6 separate regions of the Mus musculus genome follow, and regions 2, 3, 4, 5 and 6 are each linked to region 1. The links are chromatin contacts, called in public promoter capture Hi-C maps. All regions are on one chromosome and are shown on one strand. The core of a region is the stretch at or near the end of the contact, and the rest is flanking DNA. Distances in the headings are between cores, read along the strand shown. Region 1 holds the start of Cep152 (centrosomal protein 152). Region 2 holds the start of Tubgcp4 (tubulin, gamma complex associated protein 4). Region 3 holds the start of Trp53bp1 (transformation related protein 53 binding protein 1). Region 4 holds the start of Golm2 (golgi membrane protein 2). Region 5 holds the start of Shf (Src homology 2 domain containing F). Region 6 holds the start of Tmem87b (transmembrane protein 87B).

Evidence for each region. Promoter capture Hi-C pulls out the DNA fragments that hold promoters and counts their contacts.
Region 2: a promoter capture Hi-C map of second pharyngeal arch cranial neural crest shows a contact between it and region 1. The contact joins the promoter of Tubgcp4 here to the promoter of Cep152 in region 1. A contact is called at or near these places in 2 of 39 promoter capture datasets (pre-B cells and second pharyngeal arch cranial neural crest).
Region 3: a contact with region 1 is called in a promoter capture Hi-C map of pre-B cells, with 3 times the contacts expected there. The contact joins the promoter of Trp53bp1 here to the promoter of Cep152 in region 1. A contact is called at or near these places in 2 of 39 promoter capture datasets (cranial neural crest and pre-B cells).
Region 4: a contact with region 1 is called in a promoter capture Hi-C map of pre-B cells, with 2.8 times the contacts expected there. The contact joins the promoter of Golm2 here to the promoter of Cep152 in region 1. A contact is called at or near these places in 2 of 39 promoter capture datasets (cranial neural crest and pre-B cells).
Region 5: a contact with region 1 is called in a promoter capture Hi-C map of pre-B cells. The contact joins the promoter of Shf here to the promoter of Cep152 in region 1. A contact is called at or near these places in 2 of 39 promoter capture datasets (cranial neural crest and pre-B cells) and 1 of 484 Hi-C or Micro-C datasets (liver).
Region 6: a promoter capture Hi-C map of pre-B cells shows a contact between it and region 1, with 2.8 times the contacts expected there. The contact joins the promoter of Tmem87b here to the promoter of Cep152 in region 1. A contact is called at or near these places in 1 of 39 promoter capture datasets (pre-B cells) and 1 of 484 Hi-C or Micro-C datasets (regulatory T cells).

Annotation. Positions count from the first base shown.
Region 1 is chr2:125,623,311-125,626,654 of GRCm38.p6, forward strand. Cep152 (centrosomal protein 152) reads right to left here and starts at 1,803. Exons shown (of 28, transcript NM_001081091.1): 1 at 1,566-1,803.
Region 2 is chr2:121,169,468-121,172,811 of GRCm38.p6, forward strand. It overlaps Tubgcp4 (tubulin, gamma complex associated protein 4), which reads left to right and starts at 1,701. Exons shown (of 18, transcript NM_153387.3): 1 at 1,701-2,004. The coding sequence starts at 1,927. Zscan29 (zinc finger SCAN domains 29) reads right to left here and starts at 1,658. Exons shown (of 5, transcript NM_001290819.1): 1 at 343-1,658. The coding sequence starts at 657.
Region 3 is chr2:121,269,865-121,273,208 of GRCm38.p6, forward strand. It overlaps Trp53bp1 (transformation related protein 53 binding protein 1), which reads right to left and starts at 1,543. Exons shown (of 28, transcript NM_013735.4): 1 at 1,408-1,543; 2 at 660-844; 3 at 355-445; 4 at 40-124. The coding sequence starts at 1,414.
Region 4 is chr2:121,865,358-121,868,701 of GRCm38.p6, forward strand. It overlaps Golm2 (golgi membrane protein 2), which reads left to right and starts at 1,613. Exons shown (of 10, transcript NM_001205369.1): 1 at 1,613-2,174. The coding sequence starts at 1,848.
Region 5 is chr2:122,367,645-122,370,988 of GRCm38.p6, forward strand. Shf (Src homology 2 domain containing F) reads right to left here and starts at 1,503. Exons shown (of 7, transcript NM_001374011.1): 1 at 1,003-1,503. The coding sequence starts at 1,488.
Region 6 is chr2:128,816,793-128,820,136 of GRCm38.p6, forward strand. Tmem87b (transmembrane protein 87B) reads left to right here and starts at 1,511. Exons shown (of 19, transcript NM_001355629.1): 1 at 1,511-1,711. The coding sequence starts at 1,547.

The DNA.
Region 1 (3,344 bases), core at 553-3,052:
TGGAACGTCCTGGGCAACGCCAGCTAGCATGGCCTAAACACTGAACAGCCACAGATACCAGTCTCTAACAGGGTGGAGCCATACAAATATCCACTCGCGCGCGCGCGCGCGCGCACACACACACACACACAGAGGTTAAGTCCATGAAGAATTCAGGAAGTGTACTCTAAGTAGCACCGTGCTACCTTCAACTACTACATTGAAAATGGCCACAACTCTATGTTTTTTTGTGGCTTTAATAAATAAATTGCTGGTGAGATGTGTGCTGACAGATCATCATGAAAACAATCGATAGCAATGTGCATTTGCCATAGTAAAACTGTATCTTGGTGAATATGGCAAAATTATGCCATTAGTAGGAACAGTGGCCTACTCCTATGCTTGACCAGAGAGCTGACCACTTAAAACATAAACCAAGGGATCAACGTGGGCAGTGTGCTCCCTAAAATACAGCTCCCTGGTTAATAGTCTCACTCTAGCCGGGAAACTTTTCCTAACCCCACTACAAGAATACAAGAAGCACAGCTGTCTTCTCTTACACCTCTGACCCAGCTTGTCAATACTTGTCTGACAATACTTGTCAGCACTGTCCCTGGTAGTTTTTGGTCACCCCCTTCCACCCCCTCACATAGAGGGAAAAATATTTACTTGTTTTGTGAGCAAACTTTAGTGTATATTTTCCTTTCCAAAAATATTTATCATCATCATCATCATTATGAGTGAATATATCCATTGGGTCACAGGCCTTAGGATTCCCCTGGAGCCGGAGTCACACGTAGTTGTGACCTATACAATTTGGGTGCAAGAAATGAACTCACAGCCTCTTGCAAGAGCATTGACAATCTCTTAACTGCTGAAACTATTATCTACTCCCACCGGAGTAGATAGGGTCTTTAGGCAGATCTCTTTTTATTTGTTTACATTCCAAATTGTTTGTTTGTTTGTTTGTTTGCATCCCAAAGGATGTAATATGGCTGTAAGCAATTAAGAACTGAAGATCCTCAGCTCTGGCAGCTGTGCAATCGTAACTGCTTCCGTTTCTTTAGTAATGAAACGGTGAAAACATCATAGGTGTGGGAAACCTTACAACTCCCGGATAAGGACTCCGCCCTCCTCTAGATGCCTGCTCCATCCAAAGTGCATTCTGGCCACTTCCAGAGCGCATGGCTTATATCCTTTGCTTGTGGCTTCAAACTTCAGCCTTTATTTACATGCAAACAATCAAGAATTGTGAAGCTACGAAGTGAAATTCAGCTTAAATCACACTGAAAAATGCATGACTACAAGATGGACTAAATGTAATTGCCCTGGGAGTTAGAAAACTGCACGCACTAGCTTACACACTAACTTCTCTTACAGGGTGGAAACAGCCAGAACGCAACAGTCTATTTTAGACACTTTCCAAATCCTGTTCCTACTACAAAGAGTACGGAGGGAGGGGGCAATGACAATCTCTTGAGCTCGGTAGTACCGATAGCAGCATGGAAAACCAAGGTGAGCAGAAGACAGTAACCCCAAAATACAGGAAGCCCCCTCGACTGGGTGTACTCACGCAGCGCCCTTACCAAAGAACTGGGCCCGGGGTCCAAGAACCACGGGCGCGCACAGGTCTGCCGATGGGACGCCCAGGCTGAAGATCGAGAAGGGAGCCAGCAAGCACAGCCCCGGTGTAGGAGACTCGAACGCGGGTCCCGATCCCGCAGCCGCCAGCCTGGCCGGGAGACCGCAGTCACCTCCCGCAACCCGCAACCCGCTGCCCTGACTTCCAGCCGCGAGCACCTTCCCGGTTACACCCTAGCCCGCGAACCCCGCCACTCGACGAGCAGCCGCCTCCTCCAATCGCCGCCGCTGCTCGATGGGCCTGACGGCTGGGCGGAGCTATGGGGCGGAAAACCCGCCTCCCACAAGGTCGGTTGAGAAGTCGCCCGCAGTTGCAAGAGCGCGGCTGTTCGAAGAGGGCGCCAGTGGCGGCGGGAAGCTTCCCGGAGCCTCCATTGGGGAAATAGTGAGCCAATCACAAAAGCCTCCTAGAGGACTACGGTTGCTTAGATACGGCGGACTGTTTGCCCTCCCAGAGGTTAGCTAGGACATTCCTTTTTTTCCCCTTACACGTCTAAGTTTCATCCAATGGCCCTTTTTGCTCTCTGAAGTGCCACTGCCAGCCCTGGTCGTTGTTAAATTTGGCATCATCTTCAGACTTGGCTGGTTAAGATTTGTGTTTCTTTACTGATAAAACTGGAGGAGCTCCCAGGTGCCTCCTCCCTAAAACTCGAATTTCCGCGAATGTTCTTAGATGTTAGCCTGTCGTTAAATCCCATTATATCATCGAACTTGGAGATCGCAAACACAATGGATAAATATCACTTTGGCTGTTCAATTTTAATGTGTGTCTCTTGATTGGCTTGTTGAGGGTGGCTGGACCTGGCATGTTCGAGACCTGAGTTCTGGAACAGTTGCTGTCTCTGGCTTCTTTGGTAAGAAGGGCTCTAGTGCATGCCAAGAACTTGGTGACTTGGATGCCCACATCTTTTTAAATCTTTCCCCTGTGTACCGTGTGGAGTAAGATACTTGTCCAAGGCTCTTCCAAATCTGGCTGTTTGCTAAGTCTGCCACCTGCATCCTATCCTTGTACGGCTGACATTGACCCTCAGCTAGGGGTCTGATACAGAATAAGAGCTTGAGTGAGAGAAACAGAACCAAGTCACAAGGCTGCACTACCAATAGTTCTGGGATGGCTCCTGTTTCCCCTCCTCCCACCCCATCTCCTGGGCTGCTTTTCGAGTCAATTGCCCCACCTCTCACCCACTCAGCCCTCGAAACACATGACGTCACTCAGTGGAACTGGATCTCCCTACCACTGTACACAGGGTGCATACCGACCCCAAGAGAAGATGGATTTCTCTTCTACTACGATCTGTTACCGTGTGTCTGCTTCACTGGTAGAACAATATGAACGTCTTGGGGGTATTCACTTGAGCATTTGTCTTCATGTTTCATGGCCCATGCTAGGCACTCAAAACAACTGTGTTAACTCATTAGTGAATAAATGAAGGAATGGGCAAATGAAGATGTTGGTCAAGAAAAGACTAATGAAAGGCCTTCGGGGAAATGGCACTTGTCGAAGGTGATCCAAGTATCGGCTAATGAGAAAGATATGTCCAGTGCCCCATGCTGAGGTCTACGATGCAATAGTGCATGAGAATGGCAGGGGACATAGGGGGATAACTTGCTCTGTGTTGAGATAGTGTACTTTTCCTTCCAGGATGTCTGTCCCTAGTGTACTTAGTCTGGATCCGCCACGAAGTTCCGCAGGGCCCACCTGCCTTTGTGAGTCCTGAGCCCAG
Region 2 (3,344 bases), core at 451-2,950, 4.5 Mb before region 1:
CTCTGAGGCCAGGCCAGAGTGGAGGGTGGGGAGTAGGACAGACAAGTGTTTATTCCGTTATCATCAGCTTAGAGTGGTTGAAACTGCAGAAAGATCAAACAGAAACCCAAATAGCAGCTGGAAAAGAAACTTCCCCCATTTTTTCTCTTAAGAAACTGAAGTGAAAGACTTACTGTAACAGAGTAGGCATCTCCAAGCAAGCCCTACCTGAAAAAGTAACCCTTCCAGATCAGAAGTATCAAAATCACCAAACCTCTTTACATCCGACTGATCTTAAACTGCCCCTCCATCCTTGTCTCTCCCCAGCCACACACTTCTGACTGTATTCCCCCTCCTCCTCACCGAATGTCCAGGTCTTCCAGACTCTCTTTCTAAATCTTCCACCAGTGTCACCGCCTCCTCTCCATTTTCTGGACATTGCTTCTGTACCCAGTTCTGGATCTCCACAGGTAGCACAGTCAGGAATTGCTCTAGCACCAACAATTCTACAATCTGCTCCTTGGTCCGCACCTCCGGCCTTAGCCACCGACAGCAAAGTTCCCATAGTTGGCTGAAAGCCTCCCGGGGCCCAGCCACCTCCTGGTAATGGAATCTTCTGAAGCGCTGTCGTAAGCTTTCAGAGCTTGTGCCATTTCCTCTCCGAGTGGGTTTGGCCATCTTTCACAGCAGAAAGCCGTTTCTCTCCTCACTGTCTGGGTTCTAGGACTTATTACACTATCTTTGCATGCCCTTGGAGAAACACCTGCAGATGAGTCTCTCTGTAAAAAGGAGTTTTATCCTAGAGTAGAGAGAAATGGCGCTATCTGAGGAGAGTATCTTTACATGTTTAAAACCTTGTCAGAGCCGGCCTGACTTTCAATATGCTCGAAGTGGCCTTCTGAGGCAGTACCTTTTCAGGACAGCAAATCAATAGGCAAGGTGAAAATGACCTTTTAAAAACTGCATTTCTAGGTGACGTTTAGAGTATCCCCAGGAAGTTGCAGAGAAAAGAAAAATCTGTCCGCTTCGCTCCCACCTCAGGTAAATCATTAGCGCCCCAGATCAAATCGGTCAAAACGTTTGGCGAACGACAACAAAAAGCCTCTGTCCAGCGAGCGCCGGCTATTCTCCCCTAGAACCACCGCCGTCCTTCCAGAAGCTCCTGGTGTCTGCCCCGCCCCTTGAACACCAAACTACAAATTTCCACCCCGAACCAAAGTCAAGTGCCGAACACTGGGTCTCTTGCTCGCGCCTCCCGAACGAAGTAAGAACTCGGCAAGAGTTCCGGGGCGACAGATGGGGAAGGTCGCGCACCGGGGGAGCCGACTTGGGCTTCTAAATTGAGGTGGACTAGGGGAGAGTTACAGGAGTTGGTGAAGCGAGGAAGCTCGAGGGGCGGCAGTGGTGGGTCTCCTGAGAACGAGGCCGATGCGGGCCGGTGCTGCGAGTCCGTGGGCTTCGAGCACAGCTCCACAGCGGCGGCTGCCAAGTTCCAGCTTTGTTTTCTTCCCTCCGGCCGGGTCACTCTGGGAGACGTCGGCAGTCGGTCAAAATGCCACAGACCCTGCCAAGGCGTCCTGAGGACTCCCGCCGGCCCACCCCAGGCCGCGTCTCTCTCAACCAGCTTCTCAACTCACTCTCATCCCTTCCCCTCCTGGGCTAGCCTCAGTCCCGCTCTCAAGCCGGAAGTCCGAGCGGGCTTCTCCTGGAGCCCAGGACGCATGCGCGACGGCACCGGCGCCTCCTCGCGGCTCCGCGGCGGGAGCGAGGCGGTGGGCGCCTGGGCCGCGCGCACTTCCGGGATGCGGCGCGCGGCTCTGTGGCATCTCCTCTCCCGGTGGACTGCGGGGATTCAGGGCAAGAGATTCCGCTGGGTGTGAGGGGTCGCCCGGAGAGGCGCTGAAAAGAGGAGGTGGTAGATCTAGGGACTCCCGAGCCGCCCTAGAAATGATTCACGAACTGCTCTTGGCCCTGAGTGGGTACCCAGGGTCCATTTTCACCTGGAACAAGCGGAGTGGCCTGCAGGTATGCAGGGGGTCAGAGACGAGTCGCTTGCCGCGCGGCGGGTGCAGCTGAGCCGCAGCGAAGGGGCGGGACCCGGGGAACTCCAACCGACCGGCGCCCGCGAGCGGGGAGAAACCGAGGGCCAACCCTACGGAGCTCCGGCTATGGGGGCCCTGCGGTCCCGCGACTCCTGCTAGAGAACCACTAGGAGTGGATAGAACCACACTTCTTTTCACTGCATATGAATTTGTTGTTAAACTGAATCCCTAAATGTGTAGCTGGAATTAGATGATAGTTATTTGAGGGAAAAGGGGGAGGGATAGGGAACTCTTGCATTGATTCAAATTGAATTTTGAAAGTAGTGGAAATGTATACAAAGCGCTCAAGACACAATACTCAGTAAATTGTGTTGGATGAAAAAAATGAATTTGTAAACATATGGTGTTTCCCTCCTTTCTTCGAAAATTTCTGTACCAGGTGAAGAACTTGAGAGGGGGTTTTTCCTGTAATTAGAAGAGTATAACAGGAATGTACCCGTTAGTTGTTTTCTCTTCCTCTCCCCCTCTGTTCCTTTATCTCCCCCAACCCCCGTGAGAAGCCCAGATATAGCGTGATACTCAATATTTTGCCGAAACTAAATTGGCAACACTGAGTTTAATAGCCAGGCGTAGTGTTTGTGCCTGTAATCCCAGCCTTTGGGAAGTTGAAGCAGGATTATTGGTGTGATTCAAGTCCAGCCTGGGCTTCACTGTGGAACCTTCTCTCAAAAAAGAAAGCAAGAAAAGAAGGGAACAGAGGGCAGAGAAAGGCAAAGAAAAGAATGACAACTACAAATGTGTCTAAGTGTGTTGTGTAAAATGGTATCAGTGACTTCAAGGTGGAGTTGACTTTTTCACAGTAATTAAGCCTAAACTAGAATTTTTTTTTTTAAAACTAGAGTATGTGTCTATGTTGTATGAGTGTGGGCATATATGTCACAGAGTGTATGAAGAGGTCAACTTTATGGAGTCACTTCTCTCTTCCCACATTTGTGTAGGTTTCAGGGATTTAACTCAGGTCTTCAGGTTTGTGTAGCAAATGCCTGACTCTCTGAGCCATTTCACTGATCTTAAACCTAGAACTTTTCTAAAACTCTGTCAACAAGAAGTGTTCAAATTTGATAACTGTACCCAAGGAGCTAAAGGGATCTGCAACCCTATAGGTAGAACAACATTATGAACTAACCAGTACCCCGGAGCTCTTGACTCTTAGCTTCATATGTATCAAAAGATGGCCTAATCGGCCATCACTGGAAAGAGAGGCCCATTGGACTTGCAAATTTTATATGCCCCAGTACAGGGGAATGCCAGGGCCAAAAAGTG
Region 3 (3,344 bases), core at 293-2,792, 4.4 Mb before region 1:
AAATTGAAATCAACTCCTTTGACTGAAACAATAGTTTACCTGCTTGTCCTGTTTGGCTGAGGTAACCGTTCAATGACCTGACTGATGGAACCACTGGTACCCAAATGAGAAGACTCCACAGGATCTGAAAAAGACAGAAGGAGGTGGATATTAGCACAGAAGACATTTGCCATCAAATTTTAATACAAATTGAGAAATGGAGGCAACACCAAACTAATCACGGGTATCCAAAGGCTTACTGAACACTAGATAACAAACTAGGCTTCCTTACACATAATCTCAACTGCATGTTTAAATCGTTCTGCCCCCACAGGACCTTAAACACTGCAGAGAGCCAAGCCTTCAACTGCTCACCTGAAGCTTTCTTTTCTTTCAGATGTTCATTGAATGAGCTATTACTGTCTCCTTGTTCTACAGCAGATTGTTCCGGATTTGATACAATATCCTAGAAAACATGAGCACATAAGATCCTCACAGTACACAAAGTAGTACAACAGGGACCTTTCTGTGGGTGAGAACACGTTGATTTCATTTTTCGTTCCCCACCAACTTTATCCAAAAGCTAACAATCAACTAAACACGTTAATTTTCTGGGTTAGTTTGGTGTAGGGGGGTCAGAAAAAAATAATAACTTGAACAGGGCATCATCACTCACTCACCAACACGGGGTTCTCTTTGTGCATCTGCAGATTAGGAAGGTGTCGAGATAGCACGCTGAAGTGAGAGCCTGCATCTTCTTCCAGAACCTGGCTTTCAGGCTGAGAATCTTCTATTATCAGGCAAGGAGTGTCTTGCTGAGAGAAATCTGAATCCAATTGACTTCCAGTAGGGTCCATCTGCTCCCCTGGAATGGAATAACAAAAGATCAGTTCGAAGAGTAACCCTATTGAGCTTTCCACACACAATCTGAGACTAAATAAAGGGGCGGAAGTGTGAGATCGAGAAAGGGACCATTCTAGGGCTACCCAGTAGCCCACATTTGCAATCGCTCTTAGCACTTTCTCAGCCATCTCCCCAGCCCTCATTTCTCCGTTATTTACCACCGCGCCTCTGGATCCTTCGATCTCCCCCTCCCTCCCTCCTTTCTCTTCACCTTCCCTCAGACACGCTTCCTTCCTCACCTCTTCTCCCCGCCCCTTTCCATCCCCCACACAACTCTCCCCGCGTTCTGACGCCACTGAGCCCCGGGAAGACCTCTTCGCAACCCCGGCGGGCGGGAAGCCCACGGCCCTCATGCGGCCTCAGGACCACCGCGGCGGCTGCCTCCCCACCCCCTCCCCGGCCCTCCAACCCCGTCCCCGTCACCGCCGCCATGCTTGCCACCCCGCCCCCTCCAGGCGGCCAGCCCTTCAAGCCCGCCACCCGGGCCTCTGCGGCCCGCTAGCTCGGCTCCGCTCGCAGCACTACCTGGCATCCCGGCGAGAGGTGCCTCGCGCTGGATCTAGAGGTTTCTGCACGCTGCCCAGGCCCCTCCAGGTCGATCCCCAGGTCGCCACTGTCGCCACCGCCGCCACTGGCCGCGAGCTCCCCCTTTTCCCGTCACGTCACGCAATATCGGATCGCCCATTCGCTGCTGTTGTCTGCCACTCAGGAAATCCTATGGATGATAGGTGGCTGAGGTGAAGTGCCCGCCCCCAGCGTAAGAAAAGGAACACGGCGGCGTGTTTCCATGGTAGCATGGACGTCGCAGGCCCTCCCCCTAATACAGCCAGCATGACAGTATCCTTGAACCGAAGGGACATTAAGAGGGCATGAAATAAAAACCCCTGCCTGAAGGACGGGGGTACTCACTACTCACACTTGAGGGCTTCGGCCCCTTCACTGACTTCCGTGGAAAAGGAGAGTCTCCTGGATTTTCAAAGAAAGGGCAAAGAGGAGGAGAATTGAGGAGAGCTAGTACTTCTGAAATGGTGAAATGGAAGAGAAGCCTCTGTGGGGTTTGCCAGTGTCGATCAGGATCCCATTTGTAGACCTCTGCCTGAATTTAAAGGCTTCCGTTTTCCCACTCTATGTCTCTGGCAGTTTTGATTTTGTTGTTTTATATTGTCTTCGTGTTCCCACTCCCTTTCAAGCTTCCCTATTTGTCTCTCTCTGCCCTTTCTTTTAGGGAATTGCAGCAGCCCCAGACGCTTTGCACCTCCCATTGAACGAACTGAGCATTGTAATCCTCAAACTAGAAGCAAAGAGAACAGCTGTCACCCCTACTAACTCAATGACCTAAAGGATCCAGGCCCAGAGATTTAATTATCCTAATCATGGTGTCAGGGTCTTATAAAGGGTGTGGCAGCTGTGACAACTATTAATGAACTGAGCTCAAGATACATATGTGGTTTCACTGTCATTTTAATTTAAAGAGCCGTTGGATCTGGGCTAGAATTCTAACCAAGCAGCTGTCAGGAGGGAAAGCACCTAGCACAGTGCCAAGAATATACATAGAAGGCATTAAAATGGAGGCGGTTTTCTCTACTCCAGACTCAGAATTATTTAGGCACAGCCCATACATGATTCTCAACTTCTATAAATGCCCAGTTTAGCACTTGAAATAAGCCAAGCTTAGAGAGGAGCATCCTACCAGCCAATCTCCTCTCTGCTGCTATAAATTACAGTGATCATATTCTCCTAACCCAAAAATCAAAGCATGTTGTCTTCATACGCATTACTTGTGGGAACAAAAGGATCAGCTTAAACGAAATCGCTCTGAAAATTTTAGGATCTATTGTTATAACTAAAATTCCAATCCTAGAATGTTTTACAAGTAGAGCAAAAATGACCCAAATCACAGAGACACATCTTACCTCTTAATCCTAAAATCATTCATGATTGACTCCTGAGTTTCTCTACTGAGTACTAGACATCAAATCAATGCAATCAAAAAAAAAAAAAAAAAAGACCCCACCTCAAGCCGACCTCAACTATAGCAGAGCACTAAGTGTATCAGTCTGCTTAGCTTGAGAGGAAGGAGACCAACTAGGTCTAAGACTGGGCAGACTGAGCTGACTCCCACAGAGCCCTCTCCTCAGGGCCACCATGACAACTGCAGCTCTCTTCCCCTAGAGAGACATAGACCCAGGTCTTTCTGATTACTTTGATGTTTTAAAAAAATGTGTTTGTCAAAATTCATAAAACTAAGCACTGGAAAGATGCTCAGCAGTTAAGAGAACTGCTTGCTCTTCCAGAGGACCCAGGTTCGATTCCCACCACCCACACAGTGGCTCACAACCTTCTGTAACTGCAAATCCAGGGAATCCCACGTTCTCTTTTGGCCTTGATGGGCACTGCATATACATACAGCAAGCAAAAACTCATACAAACCAAATAAAAATAATTCTTAAAGGAACTTCAAT
Region 4 (3,344 bases), core at 363-2,862, 3.8 Mb before region 1:
TACTTGCCAGGCTGGATAACCCACATGGGAGAAGGAAACCTGCTCTTGCAAGTTGTCTTCTGGCCTCCGCTCATGTGCCATGGCATGCATGCCCCACTCCAATAAGCAAATGTAATAATTACTTTAAATTCCTTTTTGACCTGGCTTCCTTTTGCCAAAGCTGCTTGGTTGATATCTGAGAGTGGAGATGACTTCTCAGAGCTCCTGAAGTCAGAGCTCAACTTTTGAAGACAAGAATTTTGTATGCAGCACACGCTGGCTTCCAGCTTCTGCCTCAACACCCCAAATGCTGTAATTGAAGAGAGTTAATCTTCAACTTTGATGTAAACCAGCTAGTAAATTCTGGTACGTTTATGTCGTTGTTGTTGTTTGTATAGTATAAAAAAGAGAAACATCCTTCTGTGAAGGTATTTTTTTTTTTTTGGAAGCAGATGAACTTTATTTTTGAAATGCACAGGACACATGGAACAATTTTTCACTGTTGTAAAATCTTCATGTCTCAGAACTATAGGCCGGTTTGAATAAACACTTAAGTTTGTGTTCTTGACCCGGAGTCTGAAAAATAACTACAAATCCATCCTCTGGTTACACAGGTGAAAACCAGTAACTTTTTATTGTTTGTTTAAACAACTACACAAGCAGCACGCAGAGGGAACGAGCAGGGGATTCTCTGTAGCACTGAACATGACGCTAAACGTAGAACAACACCTGCTACAAAGCAGAGAGAGGAACAGTATTACGAGTTCTGTTACTTGGCTTTAAGCCCAGTTCAGAAGATACAGGACTCTGACGTTTCCGCACATCTTTGTTTCCGGGCTTTCTCCTGTGTAAAGCGTTGTTGGGATAGGAGGGATGTAAAACTAGGCGTGCAGAAACAACTTGTAAGGGCTGCTATTGCTAATTCGGAATGTGTCAGCCGTCAGTAACGGCGCATTAGCTGCCATTCACCGAGGGCAGCTTCTGGGCTTTCTCCTCAGCTAAGTCGAGGGAAAAGCAGCAGAGCGTTTTAAAATAGGAGCACCGCATTTTGGAATTCTTCCTGTCCGTGACAGCAGTAACCTTGGAAACCAGGCTGCTAACACATCTCAATCGCAGAGCATCCTCAAGCTTAGCTTCTCTTGCTGTATTGTCTGGGCACCGCTATTCTGGGGGCTAATGTCAACTGTTTTTGTTTTTTTCCACCTCGGTGGCACAAACAACACCTAGCATAAAACCTTGCTAGACACCCATCAGGTCCCATCTTACCTAGAGCCTTCCCTACTTGGTGGCAGTCTCAGAATTGGTCCTGACAGAGGACACTCTGCCAAGGGGCCCGCTGATAGCAGGACCTCCCTAAACCTGGCCTCAGGGGACACCACCAGGTAACAGCACCACGCACACCCACCCAGGTACGCCGCGCGACCCCGACCCCGCGCCCCAGCCTCCAGAGAACCCTCGCGAGACAAGACCGCAAGGGGACGAGAAGAAGCCCACTATCTCGCGAGAAGAGGGGGCGTCGGCGGAAACGAGCTAATGCCCCCCTGGGCGCCCCGGCCCCAGCCGGTGGGCGTGGACCGAGGAAACCCGCCCCCTTCCGGCTCGCGTCCCCGCCCCCAGCCTTGAGGCATCGGGTCGCGAGTACCAGCGCCGGCTTCTCCCGCTTCCCTGCGGCGGGAGCCCGCTGGCCTTCGACTCTCGGAGGGGGCGCGGCGGGGGCGCAGAGGGGGCGGGGAGGACCCGCGACGCCCCGCCCCCCTCCGCGCTCTGGCGGCTCGGCCCGTCCCTTGGGGTCCGGGTCCCGAGGCCGCTGAGACAGCAGGCCGGCGCTGCCCGCAGGTGTCGGCGGCAGCGGCGGAGCCACCGGCCTCATGGTGGGTTTCGGGGCCAACCGGCGGGCCGGCCGCCTGCCGTCCTTCGTGCTGGTGGTGCTACTGGTAGTCATCGTCGTCCTTGCCTTCAACTACTGGAGCATCTCCTCCCGCCACGTTCTGCTTCAGGAGGAGGTGGCCGAGCTGCAGGGCCAGGTCCAGCGCACCGAGGTGGCCCGCGGGCGCTTGGAGAAGCGCAATTCGGACCTCTTGCTCTTGGTGGACACGCATAAGAAGCAGATCGACCAGAAGGAGGCCGATTACGGTCGCCTCAGCAGCCGGCTGCAGGCCAAGGAAGGCCTGGGGAAGAGATGCGAGGATGACAAGGTAAGGTCGAGCCCTTTCCTCGGCCCTCCTAGACTTTTTCTTTTCACTTCTGGGTGGGGTATTAATATTCGCCCGCCGGCGATTGCTGTATGCCGTCAGCGTGGTAGCCCTGGAAGCTCCCCAGACCCCCAGCAACCCTGTTTGTTGTCAGACTTTCCCGGTGTCAGCGCCACATTCTCTGTTCGCTTGCAGAGACTGTAAGTTCTGGTTCTCTAGAGTGGCCTATGTGTGGATACCACCTTTCCTCCAAGCTCAGCTGCTGAGCTGGCAGTGGTTATCATCTGGCCTGTGTGGCCGCCTTCGTTCCCGGCACACAGGCTGCCAGGTATATGTATGGGCATTGTCTCATCCACCTCCTGTGCAGACTGATCAATATTAATTTATTTCAGAATGCGGCCTTCTTCCCTTCTGGTGCTCAACATGTATTTGTCAACAGTATGGCTTTTTAGAAATCTCTATAAATTGATGTATTTTGCTAAGTAGATTTTTAAAAAATGAATTTTGTGTTGAAAGTGTTGTTATAGATGAGTCAGGAACCCGTATATGAGCCACACTTGTGACTTGAGTGCGGTTAATCCATTATCTTCTCAATTTGAATTGTTAATGAAATTAGCCGAAATGGTAGAATCTAAAAATAAGTTCTTAGGAACAGAATCTTATGTCTGTCGTTATAATTCTTGAAAGAAAATAAAATTGTGTGTGCTTAAATAGCTCTTAGGGCTGCTGCTTAATGCAGATAGAAAATACAAAATTTTAAATTTAAAAATCTTAAGTCTGGACTATGATCATGTCCTACTTAATAGGATCTGTTTTCACTATTTTATTGACAGTTTATAACTTAGGCAACTTCAGTTGGTATATCAGAATTCTGAAGACTTCTAGATAGGTACTATAGTAGATGACTTCTTTTCTACACTCTTAAATCTTTTAAGATTAAATTTCTTCTTTCTTTATCTAGTGTGTGTGTGCATGTGCATACACATGTGTGGAGATCCGAGATCTGGAGTCAAGTTCTTTCCATCCATCCTGTGGAGCTGACTTCTGTTTATCTGTCTTGGCAGCAAGTGCTTTTAGCTGCTGAGCCGACCCTTAAATTGAATTTCATTTGTGTGTGTATTCACCCTAATGCACATGTGGATGTCAGAGGATAGCAGTCAGATTTCTCCTTCT
Region 5 (3,344 bases), core at 253-2,752, 3.3 Mb before region 1:
AAGCCCTGGAGGAATGAGTTCTCAGACATGAGGAAGGCAACAGAGCTGGGGTAGCTCCTACCTCCCATTCAGGGAGACTAAGGATGGCTTTCAGCTGTTTATCATCCAGGACAGGATAAAACTGGAATTAAGAAGGAAGGTAGATGTCCTGAGAGACAAACTATTGGGAGTCTTCCTCCAGGGCCTGCAGATCCAGTCTCTCTCAGAATGGACTGAGAAAGAGGAAAGCCTAGAGAGAGGAGATAATGAATGAACCCCATCACTCGGCCTTAACTGGGCAACAGGTCCTGACCACCGAGTGTCCTCATACTTGGGGGAACACTGGAAGGAGTGCGCCTGTACCCCAGGGGTGAATTTCTTCAGGAAGAGCTGGACATTGCCCATCTTGGCATCCGGAGTACAACAGTCCCCCCCCCCCCCTAATCCCACTGGGAAAGGCAAAGGCCAGCGCTCGCTGTGTTCACGGAAGAATCTTAGTTTTCAGCCCCTTTCTGGGCTTCAGACCTGCAAAGATGCCTGGACTCCAGGACCGGGTGGGAGGTGGGAGGAAGGAGAAGGGGAAGAGGAGGGGGAGAGAAAAGCTTTGTGGAGGGAAGAGTCAAGAGATCAAAGGGCAGAGGAGCTGCTGCTCCGGAGAGGGCACAAAGGCCATAAACCGGCAAAGGGAAGGGAGGGGTGCTTCTCCATGCCCGTTAGAAAAAAGGTTCCAGGATCAGGGTTGGACGGGTTGCAAAGCTGAGGACAGAGCCATTGAGGGAGGTCGTCCCTAGTCCTCGGGCCCTAACAGGAAACAGGGCAGAGTTTGGGGACTCAGATTAGTCGGTGGAGAAGCTAACAAAGGGGTTAAAATTTGAGCCCCCGTGTCAGGGACTAAGCTTATGTCAACTAGAAATACTGACTGCGAAAGGCTGAGTCCCAGCCAAGCCACCTTTGTCCCTCCCTAAATCTCCAGACCTCAGACCACCACCCCTCCTGGACACCCACGCCCGGCGCAGCACTCACCCTGTCGCTGCTGGCAGGGGGTCCGGAGTCCGGAGGGGGTGCTGGGGGGCCGGGGGTCTCGACCCGAATGAGGCGGTGCGGGGGTGAGCCGTGGCGCGGGGGCGGAGTGGGGCCAGGGACCGCAGGGGTGGAAAGGGCGGCGGACGCGGACGGGCCCCCGGAGTAGGGGTCCTCGAAGTCGCGGTCTCGCTGCAGCCGGTAGGCGGCCAGGATGTCCGGGGGCGGCGCAGGGGGCGCGGCCGGGCAGGGAGCTGGGGGGCGGTAGTCGGGCTCTGGGGGGGCGGGTTTGGCGCCCCCTCCACCGCCGCCCCCGCGAAAGCCCAGGTGCTCCCGCAGCCACTTTGCGACTCCACCGCTGCCGCCCCCTCCCGGGCCGGTCCCCGCACCCCCAGCCCCGCGGCGGGATCCCCCAGGGCCGCCCCCCGCGCTGCCCTGCGCCCTCGGCCCCGGGCCGGAGCCCGTAGGAGGAGCTCCGCTCAGTAGCATGGGGCCCTCCCAACTGAGCGAGCAGACCGCGGGCGGCGGGGGCGGGGCGAGAGGGGGCGGAGCTGCGCCGGCGGGAGGGGCGGGGCTCGTCGTCAGTGACACGAGGGGAGGAGCCCGCTGCCTAACGGGGACCCGAGGACTCTGAGAGGAGTAGATGGGATGCGGGAAGCAACTGCGCCGAGGGTGAGTCCTCCACATGTCGTTACCCGTGCTCCTGTGGGGCGCTCTCTAGTCCCATCTGCTCTTTGCACCTCCCAGTTTGTGTCAGACGCGGGAAGATGAGTCCCCAGGCACATCCTGCTCATCCTGATTCCTTTCCCCCAAACCCAAAGACCCAAACATTTTCGAAGACGCTGCTCTTCAGATGCGCCTATTACTGCCCTCACCTTGGGAGTACCGCCTACCTCTTCCTATCCCTTAACTCACACCCAAACCTAGGTTGCCTTTCTATCCAGGCAAACTTCTCACGTGGCATGCAATCAGTTCTCCAGAGACACCCATTGCTCCGATGTTTCCACACCCAACCGCCAGCTTCAAATGCTTACAACCCTCGCACAAACAATCCCCATCCACGCTTACACCGGCCCCCAGCAGGCCCACGCAGCCCTCACAGCTGCCCTGCTTTCTTGTGGAAATCCCTCAAGCTCCACCCTGGGTTTGTCAATCTGTCTGTGACAGAATAGAAACAGACAGATCAATAAATCAAGCGAGAAACAGGTCTAATGTTGTCAATCACCAGCCCCTTACCTTCTCAGGGCTCCGATGATGATGCCTAAGAGCCTGGAATTTTGTCTTAGAAAGGAAGCAGGTTCACCAGAAGTATTGTAGCCCTGAAGGCCAGCATCTCTCCCTCTCCCTCCTCCCCCTTCCTCCCCCTCCCTCCTCCCCTCCCTCTCCCCTCCTTCTCCCCTCACTTCATGGGGTATAATAGAGAAACTAAGAGGTTTACATTCCAGAATATACAGTTTAAAATACTAACTACTGATGCAACGGTGAGCATAGAGATGACAGGTTCCTGAGGATATTGTAGCTAACCCACAGGAGAAGGTCTCCTCACTCACCCAATGGGAGGGGATGGGAAAGGCAATGGACTGCCAACTCCTGGGCCAAGACCACGCCCTTGTCCTATCTTAGAAAGGGTGATAGGGGTTGTTGTCATGCAAATTAAGGGTGATGAGCGATCTGAGCACAGCCCTTGCTCTGTAGTCACCTTGCAGTCAGGCCTCCGCTCAGACTCATGGCAATCCTGTTGCTCAAGCTTTCCCAAGGCAAGTTCTGAGGTTGCAGGTGTGCGCCACCACACTACTGGTATTTGCTTAAAAAATATAAAGTGATTCTGGTGGTGGTGATGGTGGTGGTGGTGGTGGTTTGAATGAGAATGGTCCCCATACGTTTGTTAAGGATTGAGAGGTGTAGCCTGGTTGGAGGAAGTGTGGCTTTGTTGGAGTCACCGAGGGTGGTCTTTGAGGTTTCAAAAGCCCATTACAGGCCTAGTCTCCACCCACCTCCTCTCTACTTGATGCTTGTGGATCGTGATGTAAAGCTCTGAGCTACTTATTTTTCCAGCAACATGCCTGCCTGCCCGCCCGCCTGCCACCCTGCTCTCTGCCATGAAGGTAATGGACTAACCCTCTGAAACTATAAGCAAGTCCGACATTGAATTCTTTCCTTCTATAAGTTGCCTTGGTCTTGATGTCTCCTTATAGCAATAAAGCAGTGACTGACACATGATATACACCCATAATCCTAGTAATTGGGAAGTTGAAGCCACAGGATCAGGAGTTCAAGGACAATGTCTTGTTGAGTTTGAGGCCAGCCTGGGCTGCCTGAATTTTTGTCTCACAAAACAAAAACAA
Region 6 (3,344 bases), core at 261-2,760, 3.2 Mb after region 1:
TTATATGTAAGTACACTGTAGCTATCTTCAGACACTCCAGAAGAGGGCGTCAGATCTCATTATGGATGGTTGTGAGCCACCATGTGGTTGCTGGGATTTGAACTCTGGACCTTCAGAAGAGCAGTCGGGTGCTCTTAACCACTAAGCCATCTCGCCAGCCCATAATTACTCTTTTAAAATGTTAATTACATTTTACTTATGTATTGAGTGGGAAGTATTTGGGGGTTAAAGAACAACATTCCAGAGTCTGTTTCTGGGACCTTGTGGGTAGTCAGCTTTGGCAGCAAGTGCCTTTAACCTCAGGACCATCTCAATATTCCATTTGCTCTTCAATAAGGTAAACTCCCTGTTTAGTCTATTACTCGGAGATCGATACCTCTGTGAGATATTTAATGAGCCGTAAGATACAGTTCTGAATTGATTACTGGTTTAATGGTCTCTATTAAAGGTACTCCTTGTAGTGTGGAATGTTGCTAGCAGAGGAAGCTGGTGACCAGGGCGATATTAGAACTTTCTAGAGATCCATTCCTCTCGATTTTACTGTGAACTTAAATGTGCTTGAAAAATAGTTAACTATTTTAAAATAAGGAAATTAGAGGTATAAACAGTAACTCCTACTGAATCTAATCGGGACTAAAAAAACACCTTCAGGAAAGATTCAAATTCATATAAAACATCAATTTCCTAGTGCCACCTACTGGTGAGACCTGACTATTGCTCTCGAAACAATTTTTTCCCCTTAGTTGACAAGTATTTTGTTTTGCTTTTAGACAAGCTTGTGCAGCTCACGCTGGTCTCACGCTTGCTATGTGGCTATAGGCTGTCTTTGAATTCCCACGATCCTCCTACCTCCACCTCCCAAGTACTAGGATCTTCATTTCTGCAACTTGTCATTAGAGTGCCCCATTATCCTCGGGGCCCTGCTCTGCAAGCTGACCTTTCAACTGCGTTGCAGCCAGGTCTTTCCTTTCTAGTTTCCCTTAAGGCCCTGCCTCTTTTTCCTCCCCCTCCTCTCCCTGTTCTTTTCCCCGCCTCCATCTTTCTACACACAACCTTCCCCTTAAAGCAGCTTCTAGTTCCGCCCAGGTTCGGCCCTTTTAATCTTGTAGTCCCGCCTCCACACTTTGGTTCCGCCTTCCCTTCTCCCGGGAAGGCCCCGCCTCCCTACCACGCCCCGTGCCCATAGTCCCGCCCCAATTAAGGTCTTGGCCCCGCCTCCACTCCCGGCCCCACCTTCTCAGCCCCGCCTCCACCCGGCCCCACCTCCCAGGCCCCGCCCCCTCCGTGGGCGGGTTTCCCTCTGGACTCTCTTCCCTTCCCTCCACACTTCCTCGGTTCCTTCCAGGCCTGGCCCTGAAGCCCTGCTCCAGGTTTGAGCCTATTTCCTCTAACAGCGCCTATCCGCTTCAGCCCAAGACCCCCTCCGCATTCACGCCCGTGCTCTCGTTCCCCTCGTGGGCACGCCCCTTCAGGGGCGGAGCTGAGCCAGGTGCGGCCCCGGGGCGTGGCCGGGTTCCGGGAGCGCAGGTGCGGCGTCCGCGTCAAGATGGCTGCCGCCTGTCGGTCTGAGGCTGGCCTCCTTCCCAGCCTCCTCTGCCGCCGGCCCGCCGGGGCCCAGCTGCTGCGAGTTGCCCTGTGTCTCCTGTGCTGGGTCCCGGCGGCTGTGGACGCAGTCCCCGAGCTCGGGCTTTGGACGAGGACGGTCAATGACGTAAGTGCTCTGTAGGGACTGAGGCGTGGCGCTTCTTAGGCTCCAGGGCCCTGGCTGGATAGCTCCGCCTGCGGACCAGTCTGGCCTTGGGCACATTCACTAGGGCTCTCTGGGACCAGCGGTGGGTCCTCTGACGCGCTTCTTGAGCCTTTTGTCTAGAGTGGGCTCTGGGAAGGGAGCGTCCCCCTCCTCTGCCTAGGCTTCTGGGAAGAGCGGTCCCACTGTGCTTTCCTAAGACGGCTTCCCTTTCCAAATGTTGTTGCTGCTCGCGAGGCTCTCCACCCGCCTCTCACTGTCCTGACACGGTGTCTCTAGATCTTGCTTTTGTTTCTTCAGTTCAGAGCCCCAATCTCTGCATTCCCAGCGGCATCGCTGGGACCGAATACTTCGGCTAGGTTACTACTACTGGGGCCACATCCACAAGGCCACAAGGTTTGTCTAGCCTTTCTGTTAGAGCATAAATTGAGTGTGCTCTACAGTCGTGCATAAAGTCACCTCGCCTCTCTTATTTTTCTTGAGTTTCTGTATATTCCTTAGTGTTCATGACTTCTGCGCGTGTCTGTGGAACAGGGTGTTTGCTTAAGAGTGTTTAAAGGGCGAGTCTGATGGATGAAAACTTCCGTAACTGGGCAGGCCGTTAGAGAACTTGACGTCCTGTATGGTTAAGAGATGATGTGGGAAGAAGGCAGAGACCAAATTGTGCAAAGTCTTGCAAAAGAGACAGGATATCGGGAAGCGGCCTTGTCTTGAGTCCAGAGTCAGATGACTCGCCCAGATCTGCTTGGGATGTGTGGAAACAGCGTCTAAGTTCTAAAGGTGACATTTATATTTATATTCCTTCAACCAAAAGTAGTATCAGAAGGTGCACATACTTCCAAACACAAAACTGCAGAGGCTCAAGTGTAGGCTTCATTCTGTGGCCCGGCTCAGTGTATTCATTGCGTTTGAGATTCTTCTGAGTAGGTGCCCAGTATTTTTTTTTTTTTTTTTTTTTTTTTTTAGCTGTCATATGCTTTGTTCAGGCTGAGTTTATTTCCTGTGTAGCTCAGGCTGGTAGTGTCAGCAGCCTTTTTTTGCAAAAAGCAGGATGATTATTTTTTTCTTATATCAAGTTGTCAGAAATGTATCTTTTAGAACAGAGAGAATGAAACATGTCTTTGTATACTTACCACGATAGGGCCTGCCCATCTCTATGGCTGTATTTCTCATCAATAAAAAGCAATGTTTGTTGAAGCACACTTTATGGTTTCCTGCTGCTTTTTTAGTGAATGCAGTTAAGCCGGTTTCCAAACTCAAAATAAGAGCATTGTGAATCAGCTCCATGAAAACTGTTGCTTGAGCATGTACCAAAAGATCTTTGTCAAGCGTACTTCAGATAGTAAGAATCCCACTGGGAAGAATGGCAGGTTCTTTTGACAAGCAGAGAAGTGTGTTTTTTGACTGTAGTTATGCTTTGGTCAGACTGAGTTTATTTCCTGTGTAGCTCAAGCCAGCAGTGTCAGCTTTGCAAAAAGCAGGCTGATTATTTTTTTTCTTAGAATAAGTTGTCAGAATTTGTCTTTTAGAACATGGAGAATAAGACTTTCATTTATGCGGGGCAGTGGTGGCGCATGCCTTTAATCCCAGCGCTTGG